Regions from separate parts of the Canis lupus genome. Here region 2 is linked to region 1. Evidence: chromatin contacts called from public Hi-C data. All regions are on one chromosome and are shown on one strand. The core of a region is the stretch at or near the end of the contact, and the rest is flanking DNA. Distances in the headings are between cores, read along the strand shown. Region 1 overlaps ABCA1 (phospholipid-transporting ATPase ABCA1). Region 2 holds the start of ABCA1 (phospholipid-transporting ATPase ABCA1).

The links. A called contact is a pair of places that touch in the nucleus more often than the background predicts.
Region 2: a Hi-C map of blood shows a contact between it and region 1, with 1.6 times the contacts expected there. The contact joins the promoter of ABCA1 here to the enhancer-like site in region 1. A contact is called at or near these places in 2 of 9 Hi-C or Micro-C datasets (both in blood).

What each region holds. Positions count from the first base shown.
Region 1 is chr11:61,206,015-61,212,296 of UU_Cfam_GSD_1.0, forward strand. All of the region lies in intron 5 of ABCA1 (phospholipid-transporting ATPase ABCA1), which reads right to left. Among named protein-coding and RNA genes, the nearest start is that of ABCA1, 45 kb to the right of the region's middle. Within about 2 kb of position 1,392, at least 10 of the 20 cell types and tissues checked have an H3K27ac peak or open chromatin away from gene starts, as enhancers often do. A contact at or near this core is called in blood, where this site is marked.
Region 2 is chr11:61,251,983-61,257,997 of UU_Cfam_GSD_1.0, forward strand. ABCA1 (phospholipid-transporting ATPase ABCA1) reads right to left here and starts at 2,071. Exons shown (of 50, transcript XM_038553002.1): 1 at 1,882-2,071.

The DNA.
Region 1 (6,282 bases), core at 142-2,641:
CCTAAGTGAAGTGTAACGAGAAGGTAAGGACTCGGTTCTTGCCCTCAAAGAACTCTTAAGGCTGATAAGGGAGATGAAGAGACATGTCAATAAAGTAGAAGGAATGAGGAAGACAGTTCATGCAAGTGCTTAGGCGGAATGGGAAGAGTCAGGCCGACGCCTAATTCTGGAAAAAGGCAAGAGGGCCAAAAATCTCCTGAGGTTGTGGCTGGGGAGATCCCTCATCATGGCAGGGCCAGGACACTCTGTAGTCATAGTGCTGTGTACACAGTAGCTTCTATAAATGTTTTTCAGTGGAAAAAAATAAGTCAACAAGCAGATAAACATAGAGGAGATTCCTCAAAACTTAAGATTTGGGGAGTGGAATGGGAGGAGGAGAAAGGAGTGTAGCAGGAGACCAGAGTGGGGTGGCTTTGTACCTCTGGTCTCCATTTTCTCCATTATGCAGCTGGCAGGAGAATGAGTAAAGAAGCCAAGAATATGGAGAAAGCCAGATGTCTGAACAGTCCTTCTTCTCTTTGGCCTAGCTAACCTCTACTCTTTTTTTCTTGGCCCGTGAACCATCTCCTCCAGGAAGCCTGCCCTGACTTTCTCACACTCAAGCTGGGGTTAAGTGGCTGTCCTCTGTGCTCTAATAGCTTCCTGTGTTTCCTTCAAACAGCACATAGATGGAGCTCCCATTGTCTGGGCACACATCTTTCTCATCAGAAGAACAGAAATGCCTTGAGGGGGGCATGGGTGCCTCAGTCAGTTAAGAGTCTGACTCTTGGTTTTGGCTCAGGTCATGATCTCAGGGTCATGAGAAGGAGCCCCATATCACAGTCCATTCTCAGCGTGGAGTCTGCTTGAGATTCTCTTTATCCCTCTGCTCCCCCTACTCACTCTCTCTTGCTCTCTCTTTCTAAAATAAATAAATCTAAAAAAAAAAAAGTGTCTTGAGGGCCAGGACTTTGTAATTTCAAAGCACAGCAGTGCCCAGCACAGAAGAGGCACCAGAAGATCTGAATCCAAGTCCTAGCTTTGCTCTTTCCTAAGTGTGGAGCCATGAACCTCGCTTCTCCCCTTTTAATCTCTCTGGGCCTCAGTTTCCTCAGCTGCACAATGGAGCTAATAACAATCACAAGATGTCATAAAAACCAAGATCAAGAATGTAAAAGCACTCTTTCAGAGGCAAAGAGTTGATGAGCCTCAACAGGTGACGCAGGGAACTGAGAGGGGGTGCATGCTTGTCACAGAACAGTCACCACGGAGCTGGGATGCTCGCTAAATTCAACATGAGGCCCTGCTGCCCACGGAGAAGACTCAGAGTCACTACCCAGCAGAAGGCGGAGAGAGCTTTCCCGCTACAATCTCTCCAATATGGACCGAAGGGTGGCCTGTCCATTTCCCAAGAGCTTTGCTTTGGATGTACAAAGGTAGGGCAAAGGAAAGGAGAAAAAGAAAACAAAAACAAAAACCCAATTCAGGATCTTAGAGTCTGAAGAACAAAACAAGTGAAATATGTGTCTGTGGGCTGAGGAAGAACAGGGCCGATGCCTCCGTTTCTTGCCAATCCTCAGGGCCCGGCCTCACTGACCAGGCCGAGGAAACACTTCCACAGCAGACAGCGGGGAGGCCCTGCACCCGGCAACATGTTTTCATGGTCACTTAGAGCTGCTTCTGCTTCTCCCCAGCCTGGCTGAGCACAGCTGAGGACCAGGAAGGGCGGGGAGGGCCTGTGGGAAAGGGGGGGCTGGTGGGGAGGAGGGGGAGGGCTGGCGGGGAGGAGGGAGGGCGGGCAGGAAGGCGGAGGAGGGAAGCCCTCGGCACAGGCAGGGGTTACTCTCGGTCAGTACCCTCCAGTCCCCAGCTCGAGTTTCAAGATCCCTGTAGTCTCTTTTGTTCAACATGAAAAGGAACCACAGCAATCAGTGGCTTGAGAAGTGGGTGGAGGAGGAAAATGAGAAAAAGCAGAGAAAGAGATCACGTCAGCATCCAAGGGCCCAGAAACTCTTCTTAAAATGACCCCAGGAGGGTCTCCCAGCCTTTGCCCTGTCAAATGGGCAATGACCTGGAGGGGACCAGGCCAGATTCTAACTTGTCTGGCCATATACACAAAACCTTAAGACACTTCTCTGCTAGAAAGGGCTGGTAAGTTAGGGCTTTCCTTTTTTTCCTGATGTTAGGGCTCTACTTTCTTCTCCAGGGATAGCTACTGCCAGCTTCCTTGAGATGGCTGGACCCTCCTCTCTGGGAAGACCAGGGCCTCTCTGGGAATTTCGGGGCTCTGGGCAGCAGAGTGAGACAGGGAGAGTGGCTGCTCCCTGGGTGACCCCTTAGGGCTGGGTGAGAAGAGGTCAGGAGCTTGGGATGGGTACAGCTTCAGAATTTGTCCACTGTGCATCTGCGCTTGGGCTTCCCAACCCGAGAGATTTCTTCACCACAGTGAGGGCTTGCTGAGGGGATACCAAGACATAACGAAACAGTCTCAGGTTCTGGAGACTGGCTAACCTGGTTCAAACCTCAGTTCCAGAATTTTCCAGTCATTTTCCAGACCCCCTTGGAGGAGTCACTTGAGCTCTCTGAGCCTCCACTTTTCTAGAAATGGAGGTTTACCTTTACTAGGAGTGCGGGTTTGTTTAAACAAGTTCAAAACAAATGTTGATAAAGTCATAGATGATAATTACGTGAAAGGGTCCCAAGAGAAACCAGAATATTTAGGGTCACGCTCGCTGAACCCTTTGTAGCAAGTACCAAGGAAGCCAGAGTCTTCTCCTGAGACCAACAGAAGTATTCTAAAGCTTACAAAACACCTATTCCTTAAAGTATTTTACACACAGGTTAACTTGCATTAATTCAACAAGCTACAAAATGGCTACTAAACCCGAAGCACTAGTAGTGTGGTTCAAAGGAGCAATATTTCCCAGTGCTCTGTGAAGGCAGGAGCCTGTAACAAAAGAGATGCTATATGAAGACATGATCCTTGTCTTAGCCGTGAGGAGATGGAGAAAGGATCAGGTGGGCAGACCTGTGAGCCTCCAGCCCTGTCTGCTACTCCACAGTCACCATTAAAAGCAGGAGGTCGAGAAAGACATCTTCTAAGGCAGTAGCATACCCACTGTCTTACTGAGAAGTAGGCAAGGTGCTGTCAGTACCCCCCTGGAATGAGGACTGACGTCAGCTGAGAACCCTAATGGCAACCAGGTCCCCAAGGAACCAGTGGAGACTGTGGCCCCAGGGGGAAAGGGTGATGTGCCAGCATGGGCCAAGGGCACTCCTGATGCCATGAGGGTGACCGTCTGGCTGTGGAAGCCCAGCAGGAAATGAAGGTAACAGAAGATGCAAGGTACCAGATGTCATGTTGACCCACATGAACTCTGGACCTGAAGAGAAAGAGGGAGAAGCCAGTATTGGGCAAAGCAAGAGGAGAGCTGAAAGCACTGTGCATGGAGAGTGCTTAGTGAAGGCCAGGGAGGCCTTTGTAGGAAGGTGAGAGAAGATGCTCAGAAAAGGCAAAGAACAAAGAGAAGGAAAGAGGCCAAAAGCATGAAGAAGCACAGGATCCAAGAACAGGAAAGACTGAATCTAAGAGAAAGGGCAGAGGGGAAGAGATGGGAAGAAAGAAAAGAGTTTGAGGCATTCAATCCTCACTGAGAAGCTGGTCTCCACTGAAAATGAGACCAGACGCTCCTAACACCAGGCGGCGTGGGATCAGAATTAGCCCCAGGACCCCGAGATCTCAGGAACACAGGAAAGGAAAAGGAGTTTAAGATGAGGTAGGGGCTGAGATTCTTTCCAGGGCAGAACTAAGGAATAACTGTTCATATATATAATGTATAAATAACTTAGCTTTCCCCTTCAAAAGGAATAAACTGTATCAAGATAGGGACACAGCAGTGATTTGTGACCAGAGGAAGGTAATTAGCATTTACAGAGCATCAGATTCCTTATATGTATTGCTTTTCTAGAACGCCTAAAACAAGCTTATGAGAAATGTTGTAATCCCATTTTTCAAACATGGAAATAGACCCAGAGACGTTAACACCCCGCTCAAGGTCACAGAGCAAGCAAGTGACATATTTGAATTCAATCAGCTCTGGCTAAAAAGCTTTGGCTCTTTCTACCTGATGGGGAATTCAATGAATCACTATACTCTTTAAAATCGCTTCATCACATTTTTGGCATCGAAAGATGGATAATGCCACCCAAGATTCCTGGTATTGGAATAAGGCAACAGGGCAGCATGGTGTGGTGGAAAGATGCTATTAAGCCTAAGTCAAACAGACCCAGATTCAACTTACAGCTTTATTCTGTGACCTTAGGCAATAGACACATATCCCTTTTAAGCCTGTTTCCTCCTCAAAAAAATTGAGACAACACCAACCTGCTAATGGCGCTGTAAGCCTTCAATGTACCCATGTATCAAAATGTAAAACAGCATCAGTACTTGCTGCAACTTCATCTGTTGGACCGAGTGTCATTCCAAGATTGTCTTTTGTGACTCAAAGCAACAGTGATGAGAGGGCAAGAAATGGGAAGCTTTCAACTAGAAACACACTGGGCTCCCGAGTTCCTCTTTGCCACCCATGGGGTACATAAATCTTGCACTGGAAAAGCAAGACACATGAAACACTGTTCTTGACACAATCCAATGTTTTAAAGGCAGTCTGATGTTGTGGGGTACATGCTGTCCTGTAATTGAGTGCAATTGTGTTTTCTATTCTTGTCTGGGTAAAGCTGACCTTTGATTCAATTTAGTTGAAGTAATATTTCAACATAGCACTGCAGCACTGCATCCACCTGATTACAGCCTAGCTGGGGTTAGACCCTACCCTGGATGCAAACCAGCGGCCTGGGCTCTCTCGGACATAGCCCAGCCCTCACAGGTCTGGGAAAACTTTCTCATAGTAGGTTGGAAAGGTTTCAAATGTGAAACCCCAGGCCCTCGATCAGAACTTTCAACAAGTGCATGCAGAACGTGAATTGCAATCACGCAAAGATTTCAAAGAATTTCCAGTCTGATGACATATTGTTGACACATGTATCATCAGATCTCCCAAAAAGATGACTCATAGGGGACCCACAAGGACAGAAGACAAAGTTTGGGGCTGCAGCCTCAACTTCGGTGGCTGTGCAAATGGAATGAAGGGGTTCAGGCAGGGAAGGAGGAATGGCTATGAGTCACAGGATGTTCTCTCTAGATGGGCCTTGGGGAACGTTCCACCCATGTCTGTTCCCCCTTGAAGCCGGGAAGTGGAGGAAGTCTGCTATTTCTCTCAGAAGCCCTCTTGTCTCCTTGCTGATGCCAGCCATCCGTGTCCTGTATCCTGTGACCTTGGGGAAGTTTCTGGCTACCCCGGGCTGCTCTCTTTAGAGGACATAGTAACAGCAGAGTATGAAAGACTGAAGTTGTAGTTCTTTTTCTCCCTTTGCCAACTATGATGCTTTAGGCAAGTTACTTAGCCTCTCTGAGCTTCAGCTCTTTTCTTGAGCAAAGAAACAAAAAAATCCCTATCTTGCATGATATGCAGTGACCTGAAGTACAAGCCTGGTGTCTCTTATGTGCCCAGCACTGCACTAGATGCTTTACCCATATCAGCTCATTGGTGTCTCCATTTTGAGGAAACTGAGACAGAGATGTTATGGAATTATCTAAGGTCACATAGCTGATAAGCAGAAAAGCCAGAATGTGAACCAAGGCAGTCTGGCTGCCAAATGTTTTCTTGGTACTAAATTGTACTGCGTGGTGGATGTTTGCAAGATAACAGTTTTATATCCTCTTCCCTCAACTCCCTTTCAACAGCCAACTACCTTGCCATGTCACCAAAGGCTGCCTGCCCTACCCTCGGGGGGATCGTGTCTGCTGGACTCTCAAAGATCAAAGCAGAATCAAAGGTCCACAGAGTTTGCAGTATTACCAGTAAATCCAACAGTCAGAAAGTTATGACCCTCTTCCCTAAGTAAAATCCAGCGTAACCCTCAGGACTTATTTCACGAAAGTCTTACAGAGCCACATCAGAAAGGACAAACAAAGCAGATTTGTACCATGAATATATAGAAAATGGCAGCTATGCCACTGACCTAACAAAATCTAGCTGAAGGGACAGACAAGCTCAAGACCCAAGTCAGGATGTGGGGAGGCATGCAGGGTGGCCCTGGATCTCCCATCTCCCCCCTTCCAATTTCCAACCCTTGATCCCAATGATGTGGCATGTCTTCCAAAGTGATATCTCCAGCCCAGTAACAAAATGCCCAAAGGATCTTCCTTGTTCTTTCCTTAAAAAGCTCTCGTAAGCTTCAGAG
Region 2 (6,015 bases), core at 821-3,320, 47 kb after region 1:
ACTCCAGAACATTCTCCGTGCTTTCACACTTTGGTTTAGGAGAAGTGTCTCAAGGGAATGATTCAAACAACAGGAAACCTCCATTATTTTTGTGGCAGGTATGAGAAAAATGGGCTGAAATAAAAGGCAAGATGAGAAAGGAAGCCCTTTTTTAAAGTTAGGATTTAAGTTCTGTCTGAAAAGAAGTTCAAAACCTAGGTTGGGTCCCAAACGATTGTTTAAAAACAACAAACAAACAAACAAACAAACAAACAAAACAGTAAAACTGCTTTTGAACTTGGAAAATTTTGTAAGGTGTTCTTGGTTGGGGGGGGAGGGGGGCTGGGGCCCTTAAAAAGTGACTTGCTGATTTTCATCACCAAGGAAATGTTTCATAATATCAAATATGTCCTCTTACATGGATGTATATATACCACCCACTCTCTGTGCGAGGTGTCACTGAATAATAGTTTGGGGTTTTAAAAGCTGACGGTATCAATGCTGCAAAAGATAGGGGCCAACTGCTTCCAGGGCCAGAGGCTTCTCTCTCTCTCTCACTCTCTCTCTCTGTCTCTCACACATGCATCTTGTTCATATCCTTCTATAAGATAAGTGCTGGTAAAGCCACTACACACAGCCTCGGCTCTGGCCCGCGCCAGGACCCTTCTCCTGTAACATGGATCTGGGAATCGAAGCATCCTGATAAGGAACCACCGGACGGCCTCCTCGCCCGGGCTTCCTCCCCGTCTCCAGCCACCCGTCTCCACCGGATCTCAGTCGGAACCCCAGAGCGACAGCCCCTCCCGGAGCCCGGGCCCCCCCTCCGGCCACAGGGTCGATTCCCAGGCCCTCCGGCCAGGAGGCGCTGCGGACCGGTTCCCCGAAGCCACCGGCAGCCCGAACCCGGCCCCCCTGCATCCCCCGCCCCCCCTGCATCCCCCTCCCTCCTTGCATCCCCCCCCGCATCCCCCGCCCCCCTGCATCCCCCACTCCCCCTAGCATCCCCCTCCCTCCTTGCATCCCCCACTCCCCCCGCATCCCCCGCACCCCCCGCCCCCCTGCATCCCCTCCCTCCTTGCATCCCCCTCCCTCCTTGCATCCCCGCCCCCCTGCATCCCCCGCCTCCTCCTCCATCCCCGCCCCCCCTCCCCCCGCCCAGCCCCGCGGCGGAGCTCCGAGTTCCGCGCCGCCCGCCGGGGTTACTCCCGGTCACTCCGCGGCACCGTCTCGCCGCGGCCTCCGCACCCGTGCCCGGCCTCAGGCTGCCCCAAGAGACCAGGCGGCAAAGGGCAGGAAGGATGGGGGGCGGGGGGCCGCGCACCTCAGCTCCAGGTTTCCGCAGCCTCTTCTTCTAAGTCTTTTGTCTTTAAAAGGAACGGACCGCGACCCCAGCGGGGCGGGCGCCCCGGGGCCCCCCAAGTGGCCCGCAGCGCCGGCAGAGCCCGCTCGGGACGGCGCCCGGTCGAGTTCTCGGGGCGCAGGAAGCGCGCTGCGGGCGGTCCGGGGGCGCACGGGGCGAGCCCCAGGTCAGAGCCCGGCCAGGCCGGCCCCGGGAAGAACGGCCCGAGGCTGCGCCCCCCGCCCCCCCCCGGCCCGAGGGGTTCGCGGCCGGCTCGGGCTCTCCGCAACGAAGGGGAGCGCGGGGTGCCGGTGCGGCTCTCGGGGAGCAGCGCCCCGGTGCCACCAGGGCCCCCGCCGCGCGGCGCCCGCGCCCAGGGATGCTTCCCGGCGGAGCCCCGAGCGCGGCAGCTCCCGCGGGTCCCGGGCGCCCTCCCCACCTACGCCGCCCCCGCCCCACCCGCTGCAGGGGGCTCGGGCTGCCGCCCCCAGCCCCGCGCCTCCCCAGCCTCGGCGGCCCGTAAGCAAGATCCCTAACGCCCGGGTCGCTGGAGAGCCTCTTACCTGCTTTCCACTGTTCTGTGCGCGTCTTTGCCCCCACCCCTGGAAAACCCTTCCGGAGAAGGGGGGACACGGGGGGGGCGAGGGGCAGAGCACCCCGAGAAGCGGGCTGTGGGTGCGCCGGTCCCACCTGCCCCGGGGACGGAGGTGCCGGCCGCGCCCGCTCCCGCTCGGAATTACCGGGGTTTCGCCGCGACTAGTTCCTTTTATAGATTCGGCTGCGCCGGGCGCCGGGGTTACTACCGGTCAAAGCCCGCTCGCTCCCTCCTCCCCGCCCCCTCCCCGGCCTCTGTTTATGTAGTTCAGTCACTCAGCAGAAAGCACGTGGAGCCGCGCCCCGCCCCTTAAACGGGCGACGTCCCGCTGCTCCGGGCAGGGCGCGGGGGGCGCGGGGCGGGGGGCAGGGGCGCGGGGGGCCCCGGGAGCCCCCTGCCCCGCCCGAGCCCGCCTGCCCGGGGAGAGCGCGCAGCCCGGGGCTTGGGGCCGAGCCAGGGACTGTCTCCTTGCACGTTCCCTTGGGCCAATAGCACGGGTGGAAGCCGCTTCCTCCAAACTCGTGCTTTCAGCAGTTTTCCCCCCTTTGTTACTTCCCCCCGGTCGGAGGGATTGAGCGGCTGAAACCCCTCCGGACACCAACCCTTTAGCCTTTCCTTTCAAATGCCCAGGGTGTGGGGGAAGACGGACAGTCCTCCGGATAATTAGCAGTTTTTGTTTTCCACCACAAACCCTGACTTTGGTATTCAATAGGGGACTTATTTATTGCCTTTGGGATTCCCAGCCTGGGCCTCCCAGGTCCCTGCGAGGGCCAGTGAAAAGCCTCTTGCTCCTTCTTTTTGCAAAACGAGGGGGAGGTGGGAGGCCACAAAAAAAAAAAAAAAAAAAAAAAAAAGGAACAATGTGAATGAGTGTCCCCCTTTTTATGCTCATTATATTGGTGGGAGTCTCAGTGATAAATACACAGAGCTCGTGTTTTGGCTTCTGTAGATTTGCAAAGTGCAGCTAGAGGATCACGGTTGTGAAATTATAGAACCATTCCAGTTCTCCAGCTTCCTCCTCTGGCTTAGCCATGACACTCAGAAGCACACAGCCCATAACATTTGAGGGACAGAAGCCCAAGTGCGAATGGAGGCCCACAAACCTTGTCTAAATATTTAAATCATACAGCCAGCCAACAAAATGTAAAATAAAGGTCTCCTGCCTTGACAAAGATGTCTTTGAAGCAACCTGGAAGGGCAGGTTCACATAAAGACTCTTCAGGGTCTGACCTGAGTTTTGACAAGAATGTGGTGGAGGGGGGGGTGTCAAACCCCTTGTCTTCCCACCCCCAGCTCCATTATACTCCAGTGGGCTTCAGCTGTACAAGCCCCCACCCCTCCACACCCCTCCACACCCCTCCACACCCCACCACACTGTACTCACTAGTCAGGACCACGACTTGGAGAGAGAGGTACACACATCAGTGCTTCTGTCAGTGCTCAGGACAGATCCAGTGAGGAGGCCCATGCAGGCTCTGAAAGTGCACTTAGGGGCCTCAGGGCAAGGAATTCTGGGGTCCCTGGTCGGGTACTCCTAACTCCGGTGGCATGGCTCTGTGGCCCTGGGAGTGCTCACCCTTATGAGGAGGGCCAGAGCCAAGCCTTCTGAAGCCCAGGGCCCAGCAGCGTCTTGCCTTGGTTCAAAGGATAACTCTGGCCAAGACACTGGGTTCTGGGTCAAATGTGGCTGAACCACATGATGTGCAACTTTCTGCCTCCATTTCTCCATCTGTAAAATAGACTGTGTATACTCTCTCTCTCTCTCTCTGCCTCACAGGGATTTTCTGAAAGTGAATTTTGTTCATTTGACCTCCTTGGAAGAAGAGTACTATAAACAAAGAGGGTGTTACTAGCTGACTGTTAATGTCATTTTCAGATACCAGCCATGGCCTATGAGGTTCTTCCCCTGCCGAACCATCAAACTCCAGGCCTTGCAAAGAGTTAAAAGTAATCTCTCTGACCCTCTAGATATCAAGGAAAGCTTTCCTTGTATGATCAGGGGAATGATTAGCTCTCCTGGACTCCTCACTCCCTGCCTTACCCCCCCATCTTACACTCACCTATCAATGTGCTTAAAATCCCACCATCAAAATCATTAAAGGCTATGGTTCCCTCCAAAAAACCCCTATTAAAGTAATCACTTTGTGCTACTGGGGAATGAGTGACAGTAAATTCTGTACAAGAAAGACAAAGGTAGGATGGTGAATAAAAGAGGTGAGCCCAAGAAGAAAAGCCCCAGAGAGAGGATAGCCATTGATTTTAAATTAAATACATAAGTCTACGGTTCTAACACCAAACATGATCACTTTTTTTTTTTTTTTGAGAGGGAAGTAAGGAGGTATGGGGGGTGGGGCAGAGGGAGCAGGAGAGAGAGAGAGAGAATCTCAAGCAGGCTCCACACCCAGTGCAGAGCCTGACCTAGGCTCACAACTCTGAGATCATGACCAGAGACGAAATCAAGTCAGACGCTTAAAAACTGAGCCACTCAGGCAGCCCTGTGATCATTTTTAACAAGAACAATCTGTGGTGTCAAGAATCTGCTCACCCCTGCAAAGAATACATGAACACGCCACAATGGTGGAAACATGTTTATTAGTCTTGTTGATTTCTACCAAAAAAGAGCCCAAGTCCCCAAAGAACCCAAGTGATTTAGCCAAGTGACACAAGGACAGACATAAATGTCTGCTGATACTGAGCCCATATTTTGCAAGTGTGACAGGTTCGTATGACAAAAATACTGAATTCCAAAAGTTAGGGTGTAAGAGAATGTGTCCCTTGAGAAAGTTTGTAAACACGAATGCTCTCCCTTAAATATCATAGGCTGATTTATTCCTGAGTATGCCTCAATGAGCTTTCCTCCGACTCCTGATTCCTGCTAACACCCATATGAAAACCCCAAGTCCCCACCCTAGGTGATCTTTTCCAAATATTAAGTAGGAAGGCCCTTCTTTGTTGCTGTTACTCTAGAGAAGCTGATTCTGTAAATGTAGCCCAGGTGGCTTGAAGTTCTATTCTGAGATCACCCTGGTGTCTTCTAATTACAGACTCGCCCTTCAGCCAGCTGTGGCCTTGGAGACCCTGCTAGAGGTCATGGAACTTCAGAGAAACTCAAATTATCATTCCATTGAGACTTTTAAGTTAGGTGTTACCGAAAAGGCTTTGCTTGGATGTTGCTTTGATATGTAGTATCTATTAACTGGCCTACGCAAGTGTACACATGCACATGGTTTAAAACATAAATGATTTTCACGACACGTGTTTTTGGTTGGTATGTACAGTCTTTGGCTTCCTTTGGAAACTGAAAAAGTAGAGTATCACAGGAAGTCGATGAAGAATAAAAAAAGAAAGTATTCTAAAAATAACTTTTCAAGATGCATGTGTTACAATTAAGAACTAATAGCTGGATTTTTTGAGAATTGTTGGAGAATGTGAGGTGCCTAAAAGTTAAGGAGAAAAATAGGTAATTCTTTTTTCACGTAAGGAGGACTAAAAGGACCTACAGTTCATATTTGAGTCAGTTTAATTCCAATACATGGTTAGACACAAATCATTAAGCAATCAATATTCAAATGTTTAAAATACAAGAAATACCACTATCTACGGAGTCAACCATGAATCACACAGGCCCTGAATACTTACAAATTCCATTTAATTGGACCAATGCAATCAATTGCCTTCTGTATTAATGTGACTCCTACTGAGACATAAGCAACATTCAAAATCATTACTGCTTCTGGACTCAAGTAAAATGTTTGTTCTGCTTGTCATTTGGGATCAGCAAGTTAGCCTGGATTGTAGACAAAATATTCCCCTGAATTACTAGTTGATCAGTGACTTACAATTCTTTTGAAAACCCAACCTTCAATATGCCACCCTGGGAGCTCTCCCCTTCACAGCCAAACTGCTGGAACGATTTCATCTCTACTCCTTCCCTTTTACTCAAACCCTCCAGCCCATTTCAGGCAAACTCTTGCTTCCCCTGCTGAGTGTGTTCTGTCCAAATTAATTAATGAGCTCCTTAAAAAGAAAGAGAGGCATATGTGTTTCCTTTTTGTACCATTAGAAAATACTTTTCATGTTGAAAAATAGAAAAATGTCTCCA